2 separate regions of the Gossypium hirsutum genome follow, and region 1 is linked to region 2. The links are chromatin contacts, called in public Hi-C maps. All regions are on one chromosome and are shown on one strand. Each heading gives the region's core, a stretch centred on a gene start, on an enhancer-like site or on the middle of the called end of the contact. The rest is flanking DNA. Distances are from core to core; before and after follow the strand shown. Region 1 holds the start of LOC107894025 (ankyrin repeat domain-containing protein 2A). Region 2 holds the start of LOC107894024 (pheophytinase, chloroplastic).

Region 1 (7,410 bases), core at 2,904-5,403, 240 kb before region 2:
AAGGGAAATTTTTTTAATTTTCACTTAAAAATGTTTACATGTTTTGAATTATCTATTAATTCATATAAAATTAAATAAAGAAAAAATGTAATCATAAGATGGAATTTCAAACTGCTAAATGCAGTTTTATATTCTAGGAAATCTCCCACCATTGTGTTTGGATTGCACAAATATTGATGCAAATTTCAAAGGGTATCAAAATTGAAAAACATAAATCAGAGGTGTTAATTGGGAGTAAAATTATCAATTTAAATTGTTTCGGATTTGAAAAGTTAAAATCAAATTGGATTTTGGAATTGTGAGTTCTAACTCTTAACAAAAAGTAAAATCAATTCAACTGAATGCCTACAGGACTTGAAAAGAATTCTTAAATAAAATTTCTCTGGTCCACATATTCCCATTATTTCCATGTAGAAACTATTTCAGGAAATGATTCTTTTTTTTAAAAAAAAAACCCACTAAATAAAATTTGCAAAACGTAGGCAACCAGGCAAAAGCAAAGACAGCATATCATGCCGTTCAGCCATGATTACAACCAACTTTGTCCAATAGCTGGGTAATAAAATCAAATGCCTATAACAAACATGCTAAGACCCAAACATACACATACCATTCGCATCCCCACCACTTCACGCTTCAAAGGAACGCATCCTTCTCCAATAATTTTAGTACCTCGTGCTGGTTGTTGAGCTTGGCAACTTCGATGGGAGTCTTGCCGTCCATGTTTTGGAGAGTGCTGCAGTCAATATGAAAGAAAATGTAGTTATGCACTCATAAGAGGTCAGGTTGGTATCGATGTTAAACCAAGTCACTTTGTTACTTACACAGCAGCACCATTCTCGAGTAGAAGGGCCACACAGTCTTTCCTTCCATAGCCAGCTGCATAATGGAGGGCAGTGTTCTTATTCTTGTCCAGAGCATCCACTTTTGCCCCAGCTTCAAGAAGGATTTGAGTGCATTTCACCTGAAATAAAACCAAAAATCGTAACCTAAAGCTTGCCAAAGAAACCAATAATTTAATCTCAGACAAACTCATGTGAACTGCTAGATTATATCTTTTCTTTTCTTTTTCTGTTATTCACTTCATTGTCCTGATTTGGTAGAACCAATGTCTCTCAGAAGAAATAAACCTATCATTTATTAAAGGAAATGTAATAAACACGCCCACTACATGGCAATAAGTACTGTTAAAACAAGAAACAAGCATTGCTTAGTAGCCAACAGATTCCATGATACACTAAGATCAGATAATAATAACAAAGCCTGATTTTTTTGTGTCTGGATATGTACTAGCAATATAAACGTTTTCCCCGTTGCAAAGATCCCAAGATGAGACACTACAAATAAAAGGATGTTTTAATACAAGTCCTACTACATCCCAAACTGCTATGGCAGTCTGTTATCAGGTTCAATATTTGTGCGTCCTAAAACTTACACTCAACCAGGCTATTAAGAGGCCCTTAGTGCATTAACAACTGTGGTGGTGTTGGACATTTGTAGACAGTTATAGATTAAAACTAAATGACTTTCCACACCAACTTTTTCCTTGTAAGATGAAACTAATTCATTTGTCAGATAATGCAACTGCATAGAGAGGAAGAGAGAGGACTGATTCAGATTTAAAATTGTTTATTACCTCGCCATACCCACATGCAAAATGTAATGCTGTCCTTCCCTCTGAATCTTCTTCATCCTTGTCAGCACCAGAGGATAGTGCAGTTTTCAGACCCTAAAACCGTGAAAACAGTCAAGATTATCTGTCAAAGGGGAAGAACACATGTACGAAACATTCATTCTGCCATACCTCAACATCACCAACACTAGCACAATGATGTACAATTGACTCATCCTCATTTCCTGCTTCATCCTCTTCATCTGCCGCGGAATTACCAGCAGAAGTGGCTGCATCTCCTGTAACTGCAAGACCCATTGCTTCACCCAACTTCTGCAGGACGTCTTTATCATTCCAATACCTGGACGATAAAACCTTTCTCGATTAATTTACTGAAGAAATAATAGAATGTATAATCTAAAGAAGAAAATGTTATGCCCCAACAAGCTTTTATCGCTGACCTCATCATTGCTGCGGGACCACCACTTTCTATTTCTTCCAAAATAGGCTTCAAAGATGGATCTTCTTTAATACGTGCCATCCTTTCCTCAATCTGGTCCTTTTGTTGAGGATTAGCCAAACTGTCAAGCATGGTAGACATAGCTGGATCCTGAAGAAAGACAAAACTAAAATTTCATCTACCAGAAGTGATGCATGTAATGTAATATAAGAAAATAGGACCACAGGAATCATGAATCCACTGAAAGTAGCTACTGGGCCCAGATATACCTGCATTAATGCATTACCAAGGCGCTCAGCCATGGTCATAAACTGGGGATTCTGCATAACCTGTTGCATAGTAGAATAATACTGCTGTGGATCAAACTGCGGCGTGGTCTCTTCAGCTGCTGCCCCTTGAAACGTTTTAGTGAGCTGCTCTGCCATTTGATTAAATGAAGGATCTTTGGCTATCTGCTCAGCTAGTTCCTTGATGCTTGGATCCTAACAAACCAAGATGGTTAACTTCCATAAGATATAAATTTGACTGTCAATTCTCAGCAATTACATTCACCGCTGAAACAGTCAATTAAAGAGACTAACCAAAAGCCTTAAATGTTCTACTACCAGTGTTGTCAAGGGCACAAGGCATGAAAAAACTAGCCAAATAAACCACAATATGTACTTTCTGAGTTCTTGTATGTGTGCACATATATACATATATATGTATGTAGTTTAAGATATGTAATAAACTCTAAAATGCAATCCAGTTTATCTACAGACATGCAATTTTTTTTCTATTGGTCGATATGCATGATTTACTTATGGTCCATGTCTGCCATTGAATACTCAAATATAGGAAAATACAGATTTTGAACTATCCATTTCTTACTAATAAAGGTATATCTAATGGAAAAAGTGAAAAAATAAAGCATGCTTTTTTATGCCTATCGCCTGACAAATAAAGCACGCCTAGACACACCAGGCATGCGCCTAATTGAATAGGCCTCGCCTGCAAGTTTCTAAGGCGCTTTTGTAGTCTAGTGCTAAGGTAAAAACCCGCCTTGAGAACACTGCAGGTAGCAAAAGATGAGCTATGACAATCAAAAGATGACCGAATCAGTAAGTTCACATGTTCCAAACAATAATCAAAATAAAAAGGCAAGAAGCTTACATTAAGAAGGCCACTCATGGCTGAGAAATCAAATGGATTGGGTGGGGCAAACCCAGGACCAGGCATAGCGTTGGGAGGGAAGGCCCCTGCTTGTGCTGGCTGTGAACCCCCAGTTGAAGGCTCAGGTGTTGAAGTTTTCTTCTCAGTGGTGGATGTTTCAGGCTTTGAACTTTTGCTCTCCGTTTTCAAAGCCGATTTCTCATCTAACAAATACAGGAGAAAAAAACATAAATAATAATCAATTTATCAATTCACTAACTTCAAAACCAAGCCCGTATCTGGATTCATCCACATTAACCCCAACCAAATTGAAATTACTCAAATCCTAACACAATTGCTATAACCCAACATAGGATCTCAAAAATCAGATCAATTCAAGACCTAAACTAAGTAATAAAAAATGAATAAGCACAAATTGCTTAAAACAGTAAATTCATTCAAGCGACGATTGAGAAACTAAGCATAAGGAGCTCAGGTAGATCTCAGAAACAAATTCCAAATACCGGTAAAGAAAAGGAATCTGAGATTATGCTTACCAGCAGTAGCGGGCTTCTTCGAATTGGAAGCCATGGTTGAAATGACTGAAAAAAAAAATTAGAAACGAGAATTTAAAATAAAAAATATTAATGGGAAATTAGATTGGAAATTCGATGAAAGTGGCCATTTTTTCCCTAAATTCGAAATGAAAAAGATAAATAGAAAATGGAGGAAAACCCTTTTCTTTTCTTTGTTTTCTGAGATAAAGTAAGGCACAGTAGCAGTACGGGGAACCTAAGGACCAAAGAGGCTTAATTTATATAGCCAAACTCTAATAATAACTAAAGCAAAAATTAGACCTAAGTGGCAATGCTTCGGCTCGGATTATAGCTGGTCATGGACACCTGCTCAAGTCCCAACTTGAAAAGATCTCGATAAAAATATAAAAAGTGGATTTAGGTAAAATTTAAATTCCGTTTTTTTATATTAGAGTATTGTATAAGATTTTTTTGATCTTAACTTAAACTTGTGATATATTATGTTATGAAAATATATATTAATTAAATAAGTTAAATAATAATTATATATATTTATATTAGATTTATATTAAATCATTAATTTAATAACAATTAATTTAATTACGTAGAACCTAAAAAAATTACTCAACTAAATAATATAACCCAAAATATATAATTTAAAAAATTATATTTAATACAATAAAATATTTATTATATTTATGGTAGTGTTTTTTTAATGTAAATATGTTTTAATGTATTTTAAATGTGTTAGAAAATTTTTATTTTAACTTTTTTTGTACATTTAATGTATTATATTTTTTAAAAAAATAGTTTTAAATAAAAGCTAATTTTAGAGAAATCAAATATGGAAGGGTCGGGGGTGGGTTTGGCCTGAGTTTACCTTTATTAAATTGAGTCGAGCTTGAACAAAAAAACAAACCCATATTTTAGGTCGAGTCTAGACTTCAAAAATTTATCTAGATACGTTACATGGGCCTAACCCGACTTATGAGTACCTTTAGCTTAAATCTATTTTAAAATGATTATAATAATTTAAGTAATAAAATTGAGATTTATTTTAAAACATGAATTTTTTTTTGAAATATAAATATATATAATTATTACAGAAGTATATGTAAAATGAAGTTCGACAATCACTTACAATTTCTTTAATGTATATATATATTAATGTACATAGAAAATAATTCTTTAATTAGTATAGTTGTTACCTCATGTTTCGCGTTGCGTTAATTATTTATTTGTATCAAATTATAGAGTAAATTTAAAGGTTAAAATATGCTCTAAATTCTCTATACACTTCGTACATTAATTTGAAATTTAGTCTCCGTACTTTTATAATCCTCTATTTTTTTGAATTTAAAAATTTAGGTCTAGTTGTTACCATTGTTGAAATTGTTCTATTATATTATCTGATGTAACATTTTGAAATTAAAAAAAATCACTTGATAGTCATATAAAAATAACGTTGAAAATACTTATTAGATTTTTTTCTTGAAAGCTCTTGTTCGAATCATCATGATAGAAATTTGTTTTACTATTGGAATTATACTATTTAAAAAAAATGGTGTTAGCATTTTAAATGAAATAGTTAACAATATAAACTATTTGGACTAGCTAATTACATTATGAAAGTAGACGTATTAAATTATGTCAAAAATTAAAGTATATAAATTAAATCTTAAATTTCAGCATAATTTAGAGGCCAAAATTGAAATTTGACCATTATCTTATGATGTAAAAAAAGAACGACACGAACCTATAAAAAATAGGAAACTACATTTCAATCTCTATTCTCTAAGATTCAATATTGAAATTATATATTACCATGTAATGTTTTAATAAAAAGTTAATAATATTAGCTATTTGGATTAATTAATAATATTATAAAAATAGATGGACCAAATGATATTAAAAATTAAAGTATATGGAATAAATCTCAAATTTAAATATATCAGAGAGACCAAATTAAAATTTAACCATTTTAGTAAATAATAATAATAATAATAATAAAGAGAACATAGTTTGATGCGCCACATGTAAGAAGGAAGAAACCTTCTTTTTACATATAAGTATTAATTATTTACACTAATTAATAATATTATAAAAATGTAAGAATTGATTTAAATTAAAAATTAAAATATAGAGATTAAATATCAAATTTAAATATATTAAAGAGACCAAAACTAAAATTTAACCATTTTAGTCAAATAAAAAAAAAGAAAGGCAAAATTATAACCTAAAAAATAGAGAGCATAACTATAATTTAACTATTCTTAACATAATATAAAAAAATCATGAATGATTGGGCACGTTTCAAAACGTGAAGGTTCTTTTATATATAGGTGTCTAATATATATATATATACATATATTATAGCTAAGTTTTTAACATGAAAATTTTCAATTTTAGACCACTTCTCTGATTGAAAAGTGGCATTATTGGTGATTTGACACATAAGCTCAACGGACCCACATAATTTTCACGGCCTTCACTTATAAAGTGTTTTCTATTTTAACAGTACAATTTATTTAATTTTTTAATCTATTAATACACATAGTTTTACCGCACGATTTATTTTCTTCAATTTTATATAGAATTAAATACAAAAGAGGCAATTACATAAATATTTCCATTTTGTTTAAACCAAACATAAACATATTGCATTGTAAATGTCCTCATTTTTGTGCATAATTAAAATTCAAAACCGAAGGTTACATTGAAATTTATAGGATTTCGTAACTTTTAACCATATTAAAAAATAAAAAATAAAAAGATAAACTATAAAAATAATTATTTTTTCTTTAACTTATATTTTTATTATATATATTTGAAATGTTATATTTTAGTCGCTTACGTTATCATTTTGTTATGAAGTGGTTACTTTACTATTAAGCTCTATTACCTCTCTAATGGTAGTTCTATGTAGCTGTCTAAATGAGTTTTAAATGCCAATTTAAATGCCTAGATGGGATGAAAATATATTTTTTTTATGAAAATAGAATACAAAAATTTATCCTAAAACCCATATAATCTCGTGTTTAAAAAGAAACAATAGTTGAGTTTTGAAAAATCACCATCAGAAAAGAGAAAAGAAGAGCACAACGACAGGAAAAAAAAAAGAAGAAAAAGAAGTTGCAAGCAATCCTTGATTAGGATTTTTCTTCGAGGATTGAGATGACCAATCTGCATTTGGAAACGACTGCAAGAACAATTTTTATATAGATAATTTGATAGCTGCTAGAAAGTCACTGAAGCTTAGCTTAGAGAAATCGAGAACCTTAATATTTGCTCTTGAAAAGGCTGGACCTAGGTTAGAGGAGATGAACCAAAGATTACTTTCCTTAGAAGCAGATGTCTGTCCAATTCGTGCCGGCAAGGATGCACTTGTTGCTATCAGGGGAGCATATTAATATTTTAAAAAAGGATTATAAAATATTGACTCATTTATATTTAACAATAAGTGTGGTGCAGTGCTGAAATATATGATTTTGGTTACAATTTTTAACATATTATTTTTCAAACATTACAAATTTCAAATATATTTAAAAATAATAAATTAAGAAATTAATACATCGCAGAAGATAAAAAATTATCATAGAATTTGAGTGCAAACATGAAAATTTCGATATACTGATAATTTTTTATCACTCTTTTAGGCATTTTAATAAATT
Region 2 (6,910 bases), core at 2,070-4,569:
TGATGTTTTTTTAATGTTTAATACTTGCGTTGTAATATCTTTTTCACCAAAAAAAACAGTAATAAGTGAAATTATATGTGAATAAAAGATAATAATAAGGTACTAAAATAAAATTTAATATTGAGACGCCATGTAAGTAATTAGTGAAGAGAAATTTCGTAATACTTTTGTTCTCACCTTGATTTAGTAAAGTGAAATGTTATAGAGACCAGATTTGAGTGTTTAGAGCCTTGGTCAAGAAATGATAAATGAATGGACCTAACCCCCCTAAATGAGCAGCATAACGTGAAAGAATGACTAATTGATATAAGTAGATTCATCTGACTAATGGAACGAATGACTTTTAAAAAATAATATATAAAATCATTTAGAGTTTCTATAAAAGATTATTATTTCTATCTTTCATACAATATATAAAATCATTTTAAACTATAATCCATCTATTATGAATTTTTTCAAATGTCAAATGAAGAAATTCTAAAAGGTAAATAGTAAAGAAATTGACACTTATTTATAGGCTAAGCGTCAATGCAACATATACATGACATATCATTGCTATACATATATATATATATATATTCCTTGGATCAAAAATCTACTATACAAATGGCCACCAATTTCTAGCAATTACATCAATGGCTGCTCACAAAGCAGTAACTTGAGCCAACCAAGGAAGCAACTTTTGATGAACTAGGTCAGGTTTATCATCATGGGGGCAATGCCCTACACCTTCCAACATATAAAGGCTTACATTCGACGATTTCGAAGGTAAGGAAGAGAAGTACTTACCTACAGGCCCATCTATAGGGGTGAAAGGATCTTGATCACCCCATAAAACTAGGACAGGTAAGTTGATTCTCGGCATCAATTGCACAGGGTTTGGCCCTGGTGGACCGGTTATAATCGAGACAAAGGCATCGAGAGCACCTTCATCGTTCGCTGGTCCATTGATGATCTGCATTGTAAAAGAACATTATTATCAAGTTTAAATGGTTCGTGTTAATAAGGAACCGTAGGCGGTAACTCAAGGAGATTGATTGCTGTACCTCAACTAGTTCATCATCAACGGACTCTTTATTTCCATAAACAGATAACAAAATGTTTCTTAGATTATCTCTGCATTAAAGACAACTGGATGAGTAGCAATGAATATCAGTACAGGAAGATGGTTGAACCAAATAGAATACCTTTGCTTGGCGCGCTCAAAGACGGCCGTGGCGATTCGTCTTTGCTTCAATAAGAAATCAACCAACCAAAGCAAAGGTAAGAGGAGTTTGATCCTCCAATCATCAACAATTGCCTTGTTGTTCATCCCACCAGCACAATTCAACAGCACAATCCCTCGAACCAGGTTTTGACTAGATTCTTGTTCCACACAATATACATTAGAAATTTGTAAGTGGAAACACAATCAAACGCGAGATCAACATGGAATACATGATACGCACAAGAGATAATATTTAACATGCTCCACTTCTGGTTGCCTACATCTAGGGATAAGAGAAAAACTCCACCATAAACATAAGGATTACAAAGAATTCAAAACACTCAATGGACAAACACTAAACCTGAGCCCCAAAAAGATGCCCAGTTTTCTATGTTCCCTAGGTTTAAGCACATGGAAACACATTATCCCATTAACCCGATATTTTACCAAGCTCTTCCTCACGACCCTACAAAAGTCATTCCTATACAAAGATGCCACAGAAATTACCAAACTCTTCCTCACACCCAATAGACAAGCACTAAACTCGAGCCCAAAAACAAGCGCAGTTTTCTATGCTCCCTAGGTTTGAACACTTGAAATACACTTTACCCCATTAACCCAATATTTTACCAAATTCTTCCTCACACCCCTACAAAACTCATTTCCTATACAGAGACCCCATAGATATTACAAGAGATGATTCGGTTCCGGTTGCCTACATTGAGGGATGAGGGAAAAAAATTCCACTATAAACACAAGGATTACAACGGGTTCAAAACACGCAATACACAAATACTAATCCTGAGCCCCAAAACAAGCCCAGTTTTCTACGCTCTCTAGGTTTAAACACATGAAATACATTTTGCCCCATTAACCCAATATTTTACTAAACTCTTTCTCACAACCCTACAAAACTCATTTCCTACACAAATATGCCATAGAAATTACATCTATCTCATAATTCTGACCTAAGATCCTATTGCTTGATCATCAAGAAATCTTATTCTCTAAGATTTCTTACATGATATAAATATTTACGTATTAAATAAACTTAATTAGCAAGTAATCATTGATAACTAATTGCTAAGTAGAATTTGGTTCGGTATCTAGCAATATAATCATCAAAAAAAATTATATATGGATTTAAACTATGTGTTTTAACTACCTGAGGCAGCTATCACACAAGCAAGACTTCCCACAGAGTTTCCAATCAACACAGTAGGCTTCTGAACAACTTCATTCAAGAAATCTAGTATCAACTGTGAACAATAATATTGAGATTAGAAGGATTAATTTTGATTAAAACAGTTAAACGCCATGTTTTTGTGAGCTTGGGTTGTAGTGAAATATACCTCAGCCCAAGCTTCCATGGAATATGAAAAACCTTGGGGCTTATCTGATGCACCAAAACCCAGAAGGTCAATAGCATAAACAGTGTAATCCTGAGCCAATGTGTCAATATTCCTACAACAATTGTTAACCCAGTTCAAATACTGCAATCATTTCAAAATAAATGAAAAGCAACGATATTTCCAGTTTGGGTACCTTCGCCAATGGGGAATGGAGGCACCAAATCCATGAACGAGAAGCAAAGGAGGGTTGGTAGAAGATGATGAGGAAACAAAGTAATTGATGGAGTACCGACCTTTCCATTGCCACTTACTGCATTTCTCCTTTATCTGACTCACCCCTAACACGCTGACACGAGACTCAGTGGATGGGTCAACATAGCAAGTGATGAAACTACGGTTACCAACACCATAGCCACGACCGAGAACGGGAAGCTTGTTATCGTAAAGGTGAGGGAAAGCAAGTCCTGGTTTCAGTCTGGGTTCTTTAGCCTTCGTCCGCGGCAGCGAATGCGGCGGTCGGAGAAAAGCCGCCGCCACAACATGAAGAACCGTGGCAGCCGCCATCTTTATTCCCACCACTCAACTGTTTGTTATTTTTGTTCCACTCAAATTTCATTCCTTTGCCATATGGGGGGAGTTGTGTGTGGTATTGGTTGCATTTGGACTTCGGATTGCTCCCACCTCTCACTATCTTCAACACTGTTTTAAATTTTACATAATTGATAAAAGCTAAAATATTTAGATTTTTTTTTCGAAAAACAATTATTCTATTAAATTTTAGTAATTTGTAAAAAAAAAATTATGGACTTTTTATACAATGAAAGCTTACATTAAATTACTTTTATTTTCTAAAAATATATGTACATATTCATACATTAAACAAAAATAACCATATATATAAGAAGTTTAGTGCCCATTGAATTTTAATTTAATTAATATTAATATTGTTATATTGGTACGAATGTATTAAATTATTAAAATATTAATGAAAGAAAAAATTATGAGATGACATAAAACTATGTTAATTTTACATGCCCTCCCTTTATACCAAAATTTATTAATCTTTTCCATTCAATATTTTAATATACCAAAATTTCTAAACTTATACTAAAATTATTTGCAATTTATCAAAATTTCTAAAGCATTTCCTAAATGTCACAAACTCAACCCATTCAATATTTTTGTAAACCAAAATTTTTAAGGGTTTTCTTTGGAATTTTCTACATACCTAATTTACAATTTTAAAGGTTTATGAAAATTTTAAAATTAAACCAAATTTCTAAAAGTTTATCAAAATTCCTAAATATTTATCAAAATATCTAACGTTATACAAAAATTTTAAGATAATAAAAAATTGTTAAAATTTTTCTTTTAAAATTTTAAACTTATCCATTCAATATTTTGGCATACCATAATTTTAAAGTTTATATCAAAACTCCTTACAATCTAAAAAAAAAAATCTATACCATACCAACATTTTTAAGAGTTTACTAAAATTTCTAAAGTTATTTCTAAGAGTTCCAAACTCGACCCATTGAATATTTTAATACACCATAATTTCTAAAGTTATACCAAAATTTCTATGATTTTTCCTAAGAATTTTCTATATACCAAAACTTAATTGTACTTACCAAAAATTTTAAAGCTATATCATTTCTAATGGTTTTTTAAAAAAAAATTTAAGGGTTTACCAAAATTTCTTGTATAGAAAAGTTTTAAGGATTTAGGTTATACTAACATTATCAAGGGGTTTACCAAAATTTCTAAAGTTTTTCCTTACTTATCAAACTCGACTCATTCAACATTTTGGTGTACCAAAATTTCTAAAGTTAACTTTTCATAGGATTTATCAAATTGTTTCCTCAACCCATGCACCAGTCTTAATATACTTAAACCTAAATTTCTAAATACTTATCAAAATATTTAAAGTTATAGCTAAATTTTTAAGGATGTATCAAAAATTTTAAAGTTATATCAAAATTTCTTAAACTTTTACTTAGGGTCTCAGACTTGACCCATTTAACATTTTAATATACCAAAATTTTTAAAATTATATCAAAATATTTAAATTTATTAAAATTTTTAAGGATATACTAAATGGTTTACCAAAATTTCTAAAGTTTTTCCTAAGGGTCTTAGATTCGATCCATTCAACATTTTAGTATATCAAAATTTCTAATTTATACTAAAATTTCAAAAAGTTTACCAAAATTTCTATGCATTTTCCATAGAATTTCTTCTATGCCAAAATTTGATTTTTTTTATAAAAATTTTCAAGGATTTACCAAATTTTTTTAAGATTTACTAATATCTTTAAGATTATACCAAAATTTCAAAAGCTTTTCCTTGAAACTTTTTGTGTACCAAAATTTATAAGGTCACACCAAAATATCTAAAACTATACCAAAAGTTTTAAGAATTTCCTAAAATTTTTAAGGTTATATAAAAAATTTCTAAATTAGGGTCCTAACCTTGATCCATTCAACATTTTAGTATACCAAAAATTTTAAATTTATACAAAAATTTCTTAGGACTTACCAAAATTTCTAAGAATAGCATTTCCATAGGATTTATCACAATTTTTCCTCAACCCATGCAGCTGTCTTTGTATAAGTTATACCAAATTTCTTAAGGCTTTACCAAATATTTTAAGGTATATTTTAAACTTTTCCTTAGAGTCAGATTTACCCATTCAACATTTGGGTTTATCAAAATTGTTAACGTTATACGAAAATTTCTTGAAACTTGATCCATTCAACATTTGGTATATCATATTTTTTAATATTATATCAAAATTTTTAAGAATTTATTGAAATTTCTATAATTTTTTTTGTACCAAAATTTTTAAGAATTTACTGAAAATTTGAAAGATTTATCAAATTTTACAAGGGTTTGCCAAAATATTTTAGATTATGCCAAAATTTTAAAAAGTAAACTTTAAGAGTGTGTTTGGATAAAGAATCTTAAAAATTTTGAGACTTTTAAAATACATTTTAAAATTCATCAATTCAAAATGTTAAGATTTGCAATTTTTTTTTGTTTGGATAAATAATTTATTTAGAAAAGATTAGGTTAATGGAATTTTACAAATTAAAAAATAATTATATTAAAAACAAATAATATAAAAAATATTCAATTTGAATATCATTATATTTGTAAGCTTTTATAAATAGTTTTAATAAAATAAAATTTAAAGTATATACTATAATTAAATAAAATAAATTTTGAATTTGAAGTTTAAGTTTTCATCTTATAGCGAAATTATGTGTAATTAATCAAATAAAATTATGAGGAATTTTGAAAAACCACCTTTTTAGATGAAATTTAAAAATGAATTTGAACAATTAAAATTCTCTATTGAAATTTACTCATAAGTTTTGAAATTCTCTAATATATTTACTCAAAAAAGTAAATTCATTTTTAGGCATTTGAAAACCTGGATACAAATTAAATCTCTCTTATAAATTTCTCACCCAAACAAACCATAAAAAAATTGACATTAAATTGGTAAAAGTTTTCCTAAGTTTTAAGCTCGTTCTTCACATTTTTGGAGCCCTAAGCGTAACAATAAATTAAATTTCTTTTTAAAAACAATTATAAAATTTAAATATAATAAAAGCTAAAAAATTTTAGAGGTTTAAGAGATGAAGTATTTATGGTGAAAAATTGAAAACATTAATCATTTAATAAATTTATTTTAATTTGAATTTTCTTTTTTTTTATTCTAAAAGTTGAAAATTTTTAGAGCCCTTCCAATTTTGTGCCCTAGGCGGCTCTGCAAAGCTTACTAAATTAATTTTAGTAAAGCTTTGAAATAAAGTTACAAATAAAAAAGAAAAGCGAAGAATTCTATTCGTTTGTCGTTTGTTTTTAAAATTTTAGTCTTTTCTTTTCAAAGGTAAACATAAAGAATTTGAGCTAAAATTTAAAACAAATTTGGGTTTAATACATCAAAATTAAAGAACGATCCCAAACTTTAGCTACATTTGGTTTAAACAATTTCAGTCATCCATTTTTAATGATTATTAGTAGCAATTCAATCAATATCTCTAACTTTTAGTACTAGTCAAACAATTGGATTATTCTTTTCCCTGTTTCAATCTCATTATGAAAATTATGATTTTAAAGTAAAGGTGTTTGTAGGTTAAGTCGGGTTAGATTTAAGTATGATATTGACATAATATAAAGTATTATAAATGTGTTTGTGGGTCAAGTCGTGTTAGACTTAAGCATGATATTAACATAATATAAAATAGTATAAATTTAAAAATAGGCCAACTCGAGTCAAGTTCGGATTTTAAATGTTCAAGTTTGAACCTAGTTCATATTTTAAATGAGCCTAATATTTTCT

The links. Hi-C and Micro-C count contacts between places; a contact is called where the count stands out from the background.
Region 1: a Hi-C map of leaf shows a contact between it and region 2, with 2.4 times the contacts expected there. The contact joins the promoter of LOC107894025 here to the promoter of LOC107894024 in region 2. A contact is called at or near these places in 10 of 34 Hi-C or Micro-C datasets (callus, hypocotyl, leaf and 1 more).

What each region holds. Positions count from the first base shown.
Region 1 is chrA13:14,480,450-14,487,859 of Gossypium_hirsutum_v2.1, reverse strand. It overlaps LOC107894025 (ankyrin repeat domain-containing protein 2A), which reads right to left and starts at 4,153. Exons shown (of 8, transcript XM_041084965.1): 1 at 3,761-4,153; 2 at 3,225-3,427; 3 at 2,342-2,554; 4 at 2,074-2,222; 5 at 1,805-1,973; 6 at 1,637-1,729; 7 at 825-964; 8 at 351-736. The coding sequence starts at 3,794. The coding sequence ends at 637.
Region 2 is chrA13:14,244,647-14,251,556 of Gossypium_hirsutum_v2.1, reverse strand. It overlaps LOC107894024 (pheophytinase, chloroplastic), which reads right to left and starts at 3,319. Exons shown (of 6, transcript XM_016819213.2): 1 at 2,753-3,319; 2 at 2,560-2,671; 3 at 2,373-2,466; 4 at 1,188-1,365; 5 at 1,047-1,116; 6 at 493-955. The coding sequence starts at 3,123. The coding sequence ends at 644.